Linked DNA regions of Mus musculus: region 2 is linked to region 1. Evidence: chromatin contacts called from public promoter capture Hi-C data. All regions are on one chromosome and are shown on one strand. Each heading gives the region's core, a stretch centred on a gene start, on an enhancer-like site or on the middle of the called end of the contact. The rest is flanking DNA. Distances are from core to core; before and after follow the strand shown.

Region 1 (2,966 bases), core at 384-2,883:
TACTTAAATGACCCGATCTTACTACCCTCTATTTCCCCGGTGGTGTTGATACTGCAAGTGTGCTCCACCACGCCTCCTTTATGCAAATGCTGGAGGACTGATCCCGGAGCTTCATATATATTAATTAAGCAATCACTCTATCGACTGCTACATCCTCAGCCCCCACTGTTTTATAATAGGGACCTACACAGAGAGGTCCAATACAAGGGCACAGAGTCCACCTGGCAAGGGCTGGATGTAAGGCTGCAGAAGAAGCAAGGCATCTGAGCTTTCATGAGGAGCCTCCCAGAGCATCCATAGTGTGGTCCACTGTACCGTGGTGTGTGAGCAATGCCACACTGGGAAGGAGGTGGGTAAGTTTGTGCAGCCATTGCATAGGAGCAGCAGATGTTACACCTTGTTGTATAGAATGAGAAGTCTGGGGATGGTTTTAAGCAGAGAATGGGCAAAGATTTGTCTCCTGCTCCAGCCAAAGGTGCCTATTGCAGGTTGAAGTGTGCTTCCCCCAAATTCACACGCTGCAATATTAACCCACTCCACCCCACCCCCAGCATTTAGAAAGTGACCTTGCCAATGTTGTCAGCTAAAATGAGACAGGAGCAGAGTATGGTAGACCTGTAATCCAGTATAAGTAGTGTTCTTAAAAAACAACAACAACAACGGGGTGGGGGTGGGGGGATTAGGGTACACAGGGGATTAGGAGAAACAGGAAGAACTCACGTGAACATGGAAATAAAGACCAGGGCAATGTACCCACTAGCTAAGAAATGCCACAGGTCACCAGCCAAGGGAGAAGCTAGGGGAGAGTATGGAAGAAAGAGACTCTTCTTCACAGCCTTCAGAGGAATCCAGCCCTGAGTTGACCTTGAACTCAGATTTCCAGATCCCAAAATCGTTTAAGCCAACATTCGGTGTCCCGTTGCTGTAGCAGTCCTACAACAGTAATGTAAAATCCTAAAGTAGAGACAGCAGGGCCAGCAAGATGGTTCAGTGGACAAAGATCTTGCTGTCAAGACTGAAGAACTGAGTTCCATCCTAGGGACCCACAAAGTGAGAGAACCGACTTCAGAAAGTTGGCCTCTGACCTCCATATCTGCACTACTGGAACAGAAATGTACACACACACACAAATGCAAAAATATATAAATGAAACAACCTTTTAAAAGAAAGAAAGAAAGAAAGAAAGAAAGAAAGAAAGAAAGGAAGGAAGGAAGGAAGGAAGGAAGGAAGGAAGGAAGGAAGAAAGAAAAATATCCCAATTCCAGCAGGAGGCACTGTCAACCAGACACCAGTCGCAGCGTGGGCCGCGCGGGGAAACCCGTGGGGTGGAGCTACTGGAGCAGCCAGGGAACCACGCGTAGGGGCGTGATCACCCTGAAAGAAGGGCGTGGCTACCGTTCCAGTCCCACTTCATCACCTCAAGCCTGGATGGTGGGCGTGTCTCCGAGTCTCTCCCCAAGAGACACGCGTGGGCCGCTCCCCTCTGGGAGGAGGGCCACAGAGGAGGGCTTCGGGTGTCTCTGGCGGCCCCTCCCGGTGCGGAGCCACGTGGTGGGCGCGGGCCGAGCCCTCCGGGGAAAACCTGACCCGTGGGGAGGTGGGGCGGGGTGGGGGTGGCGGCTCTCGAAGTGCTGCGGAGCAGAGCTTAGAACTAACAGGTTCAGAGCACACAGGCAGCGGCGGCGAGAGGAGGGGAGGAGGCAGGCCGGCGCATGGGGCGCCCCGGCCCCGCCGGTAGCGCGCCCCCTCCGGCCAGGCCGCGCTGAACGCAGCCCGCGCAACGCCTCGAATCCGTACCCGGGGCCATGCCGGTCATGAAGGGGTTGCTGGCCCCGCAAAACACCTTTCTGGACACCATCGCCACCCGCTTTGACGGCACGCGTGAGTTGGGCCGGCTGGGTCAAGTCTCCTTGGGACAGGGTGGGTATCTGGATGTGGTGAGATCAGAGGAGAGAGAATGGAGTGCTGGATCTCCTAAAACCGTGGCAAAGAAACGGGGTGCAGAACCCTTGAGAGTGGAGATCAAGACATGAAGCGCCGAGGGTGGAGGGGAAGGTTAGGGGGTGTGACTCAAGGCAAAAGCGGCTCTTTGTGCCACAAGACGGAGGAGGGGCCTTGGGAGCCACCCACACCAGGGCAGAGCTGAGCTGGGAGTGTGTATAGAGGTATCTGTGGTGTGGAGATGGGACAAAGTGCTCTGGTGACTGCAGCTGCCTCTGCCCCAGAAAAGAGAGAGAACAGACTTCGGCAAGACCTAACCGCATTAAGGTCACGCGCCCCCAAATCATGAGATATCTTTGTGTGAGGTGGGCGAGGCAAAGCGGGGGCAAGTACTTGAGAACGAGAAAACTCCCTGCTAGCCCACCTGAGCTGGGTTCCGAAGTTCAGCACCCTGGACAGCCGCACAGCTCCTTCCCCGCCTCTTCTCCCGCCATTCCCAACTCTGGAACCCCTAGGTCTTCCTTTGTCCCTTTTCGAAACCCTGGCCGGCATTAGGAGGGTGGGGGAGCGGTAGCCGAGGGCGGAAACCGAGCCTCCAGGGCCCTACCCCCCCCCCCAACCTCTCTTGTTTCCATAGCGCCAATCACCGAGGCAACGGGCCCTGGGATGGAAGAAGTAGGCTGTGCCCAGGACCCAGTGCTTCCTAGGAACCCTCAGTGTCCCGATCAGACACCCCATCCCCTGACAGTACCCTCTCCTAGGGTCCTTGGACTGTTTGTGCCTCCTACCTCATCAACTAAACCTATCTCTGCGTGTCCCTCCACCCCCAAACCTCTAATCCACTGAAACTAGAGGGAGCCAACTCAGGTTCTGGTGCTGGGGTGGCTGCAGCTCACACCTCAATGTCTTCTCCAGTTTGACTTTGCGCATAAGGAACAGATCCTTTGAAACTCCTTAAAAAAAAAATATATATATATATATATATATATATATCAAAAAGTCGGCATTTCCTGGAAGGCAAGAAA
Region 2 (3,191 bases), core at 683-3,182, 520 kb before region 1:
AACTTAGTAGATCCAAATCAAAACAACTGCCCCCAAACAAACATCACATTTCCTTATTCTTGCACTGTGTGTAAGTGCTGCTCCAAATGGCACCACGAGGCTGCCAGTCTCTGAGGCTCAGCCCTTTGACAGTCATCTTTCCCATCTTCATCTCTTAAACGAAAAACTCAGATTTTTAGATTTTGCCTCTGAGCTGTTTTAAATCCACTCTTGCCTTCCTCTCTGTCATCACTCTGACTACACACAGGCTCCCCTAGCTCACCTCCCAACTCAACTCCAGCCTTTAGACCACATACAAAATCATTTTTACCAGGGGGAAAATGACAGCCACATTGGCCCCCTCATTTACATTTCAGTGGCTTCGCTCAGCAGAGATGGCTTAGCAGTTAAGAGCACTGGCAGGTCTTCCAGAAAACCTGGGTTCAATTCCCAGCACCCACATCAGGTGGCTCACAACTGCCTATAATTCTCAATTCTTCTTTTTTCCTGCTAAAACAAGTATAAAGTTCTCTCCCCTGACAGACATTCAGACCTCTGCTTGGAATGTCTCCAAACTACTTTCCTGGCCTTACTCTCTATTGCTTCTCCATATGCTCTGGTCAACCTGGACAACTAAACCCTCCGCTCCCAGCCTCCCTCTTGTTTTCCCAAGTTTTATTCATGGTATCATTCAATCCCTGGACCTCATCTTACCACTCCTTTAAATTCTCATAGTAGCTTGTATTCTCTGTGTCAATCACTCTAACCGTTATTTGTATCCACTTGCTCATATGTTAACAATTCCCACCTAAAGACTACATAGTTTGAGAGCAATGGCTAGATTGCAGTTCCCTCTTTCTATACCAGGCAATGTAAATGATAAGCACTCTAAACACGTTTATGGAAAGAAGAGTAAAGGGGGCTGGTGGTGGAGAGATGGCTCAAGCAGTTAGAAGCACTGGCTACCCTTCTAGAGGACCAGGGTTCAATTCCCAGCACCCATATGGCAGCTCACAGCTGTCTATAACCTCAGTTTCAGGTGATTGGATACCCTCATACAGACATACATTAATTTTAAAAGGGGGGGGACTCCCCATGATGCCGTGTGCTTTTAATCCCAGCATCTGGGAGTCAGAACATCTGTCAATTCCAGGCCAGCCTAAGCTACAGAGAGTGTTCCAGGTCATGACTCCACAGTGAGACTTTGTCTTTAAAAATAAAAATAAAAAAAGGCACGTGGGGAGTGGTGCAGGGAAGTGGGGGTTAAGAAATAAAAAAAAGAGTGCTAGTAAGCCTCGTTCATCGCTTATAAGCCCCACGACCTCGCACAACAAGAGTACTAGCAAAATATTTGAGTGAAAAACAAAGATCAACGCTCCCCTGCCTCCCGTAAACCTGACTCCCCACTCTGCATCCACACCCACGATCCGGGTCTCCCTGAAGCTGCCCGTCCGTCCCGCAGCCTCCTTCACGGCTTGCTCGTTCTGCTGGGCCAAGTGAAGCAGGGCGTTTTCGATAGTCTCTGTGGTAACCACTCCGAACTGAAAGTCACTACAGTTCACCAGCCTGGGCCTCAAGGGTCCTTCCATATTCATAAGTCTTTCGGAGTACTTGGACAGTTTACGGGATCCATAAACTGGCCTCCTTAGCTTATTTCCAGAATCTTCTGCCACACCTTGGATTCTTCCTTCCCTTTCTATATGTTTGCCCTCGCTTCGAATCTGAGAAAAAACATAATGTCCACCACGGCTTCGAACGGTCAACAGCTTTTCGCGCCCCAACTGACACAGAGAGCTCAGCCAATCAGAAAGCAGGGCGCTTTTCACCTTTCCTGTCCCTCCTCTAGGGCGGAGAGACCCTGCCTCTACCCAGAAAACTCCACGTGGACTACAGCTCCCAGAGTTCCTTGCTGAAGTCAAAGACTACAATTCCTGGCGAGTTCCGGGCTTGACGGCTTAGGGCGGAGCAGCAACATGGCGGCCCCTGGAGCTGGTGACCCTCTGAATGCTAAGAATGGAAATGCTCCATTCGCTCAGCGCATCGACCCGTCGCGGGAGAAATTGACCCCAGCGCAGTTGCAGTTTATGCGGCAGGTGCAACTTGCCCAGTGGCAGAAAACACTGCCACAGCGGCGGACCCGGAACATCATGACCGGCCTGGGCATCGGGGCCCTGGTGTTAGCTATTTGTATCCGTCCTGGCTATACCGCATATGGGGTTAGGGAAAAGGGAACAAGACGTGTAGCTTTTAATGTGCGGGCAAATGAGGTTCATGCCTAATCTTACTATATATACGCAGCGCGTATTGGCTTAGTAATAACAATTGGTTAAGGGTTCAAAAGGAGCAAAAGGGTGGCAATCCAAAATCATTAATTTGGGAAAACAGCAAGGGTGGCTAGACGAAAGGAATGCCCATGTGCTTTGTGGTTTCCTGAACCCACTCCGTCAGATGGTTACACCTTCTACTCGGTGGCCCAAGAGCGTTTCCTTGATGAGCTGGAAGATGAAGCCAAAGCTGCCCGAGCCCGTGCTCTTGAGAGAGAGCGAGCTTCGGGACCCTAACTGTATGGACCATCTTCAAACTGCTGGATCCCCTGTATATGTTGAATGATGCCTGGTGGTCTTACAGCATCACTGGCACACTAACGTCGGACTGTGTGATTGAGCCCAAGAAGCCAGAGACTATGCATTTGGCCGCTGCCAAGGGGGGGATTGCTCACTTCACGTGCAGTTTGTCCAGTTACTCAGCCCTTTTTATTTCCTTGTTTGAGAGGTATGCAACCTTGCCTTTACCCAAACTTTGTGGTTTACCCCTTCACCTCCCAGGGGCCCCGACTCTTAAGGGGGAGGGTGTGGCTTAACTGCAGCGTTGGAACCTTAAAGTGGGAAAGATAGGGTCAAGTTAAAGTAATAAAATGAGTCATGTCTCCCGAAGCCAAGCTAGTGTGTGGGGGCAGAGAGACATATGGCACTTCACGCTGGAAAGCTCCCTGGCACTAGCTGCAGCGGTGGCATTGCCCCAGGGAGCTGTAAATGTTTAACTAGAATTACTTTTTCCGTGAGATCTTTCCACCTGATTTAAGGGAGAGATTACTGGACTGTTTGAGACTGACCCAGGTCTTAGGGGGTAGAAGAAGGTCACTCTTCTGTTCTCTGCCTTCAAGAACAGACTCTTAATGGCACGGGCCTTTTCCTGTCTCTAGCTTGGTAGGT

Evidence for each region. Capture Hi-C pulls out chosen DNA fragments and counts their contacts.
Region 2: a contact with region 1 is called in a promoter capture Hi-C map of liver, with 2.5 times the contacts expected there. The contact joins the promoter of Coa3 here to the promoter of Kcnh4 in region 1. A contact is called at or near these places in 1 of 39 promoter capture datasets (liver), 3 of 115 datasets of contacts at active chromatin or transcription factors (craniofacial prominence, forebrain and pancreatic cancer cells) and 1 of 9 other capture datasets (liver).

Annotation. Positions count from the first base shown.
Region 1 is chr11:100,758,445-100,761,410 of GRCm38.p6, reverse strand. It overlaps Kcnh4 (potassium voltage-gated channel, subfamily H (eag-related), member 4), which reads left to right and starts at 1,633. Exons shown (of 17, transcript NM_001081194.2): 1 at 1,633-1,881. The coding sequence starts at 1,806.
Region 2 is chr11:101,277,689-101,280,879 of GRCm38.p6, reverse strand. It overlaps Coa3 (cytochrome C oxidase assembly factor 3), which reads left to right and starts at 1,932. Exons shown (of 2, transcript NM_026618.2): 1 at 1,932-2,166; 2 at 2,428-2,910. The coding sequence starts at 1,953. The coding sequence ends at 2,540. It overlaps Cntd1 (cyclin N-terminal domain containing 1), which reads right to left and starts at 1,677. Exons shown (of 7, transcript NM_026562.2): 1 at 1,400-1,677. The coding sequence starts at 1,574.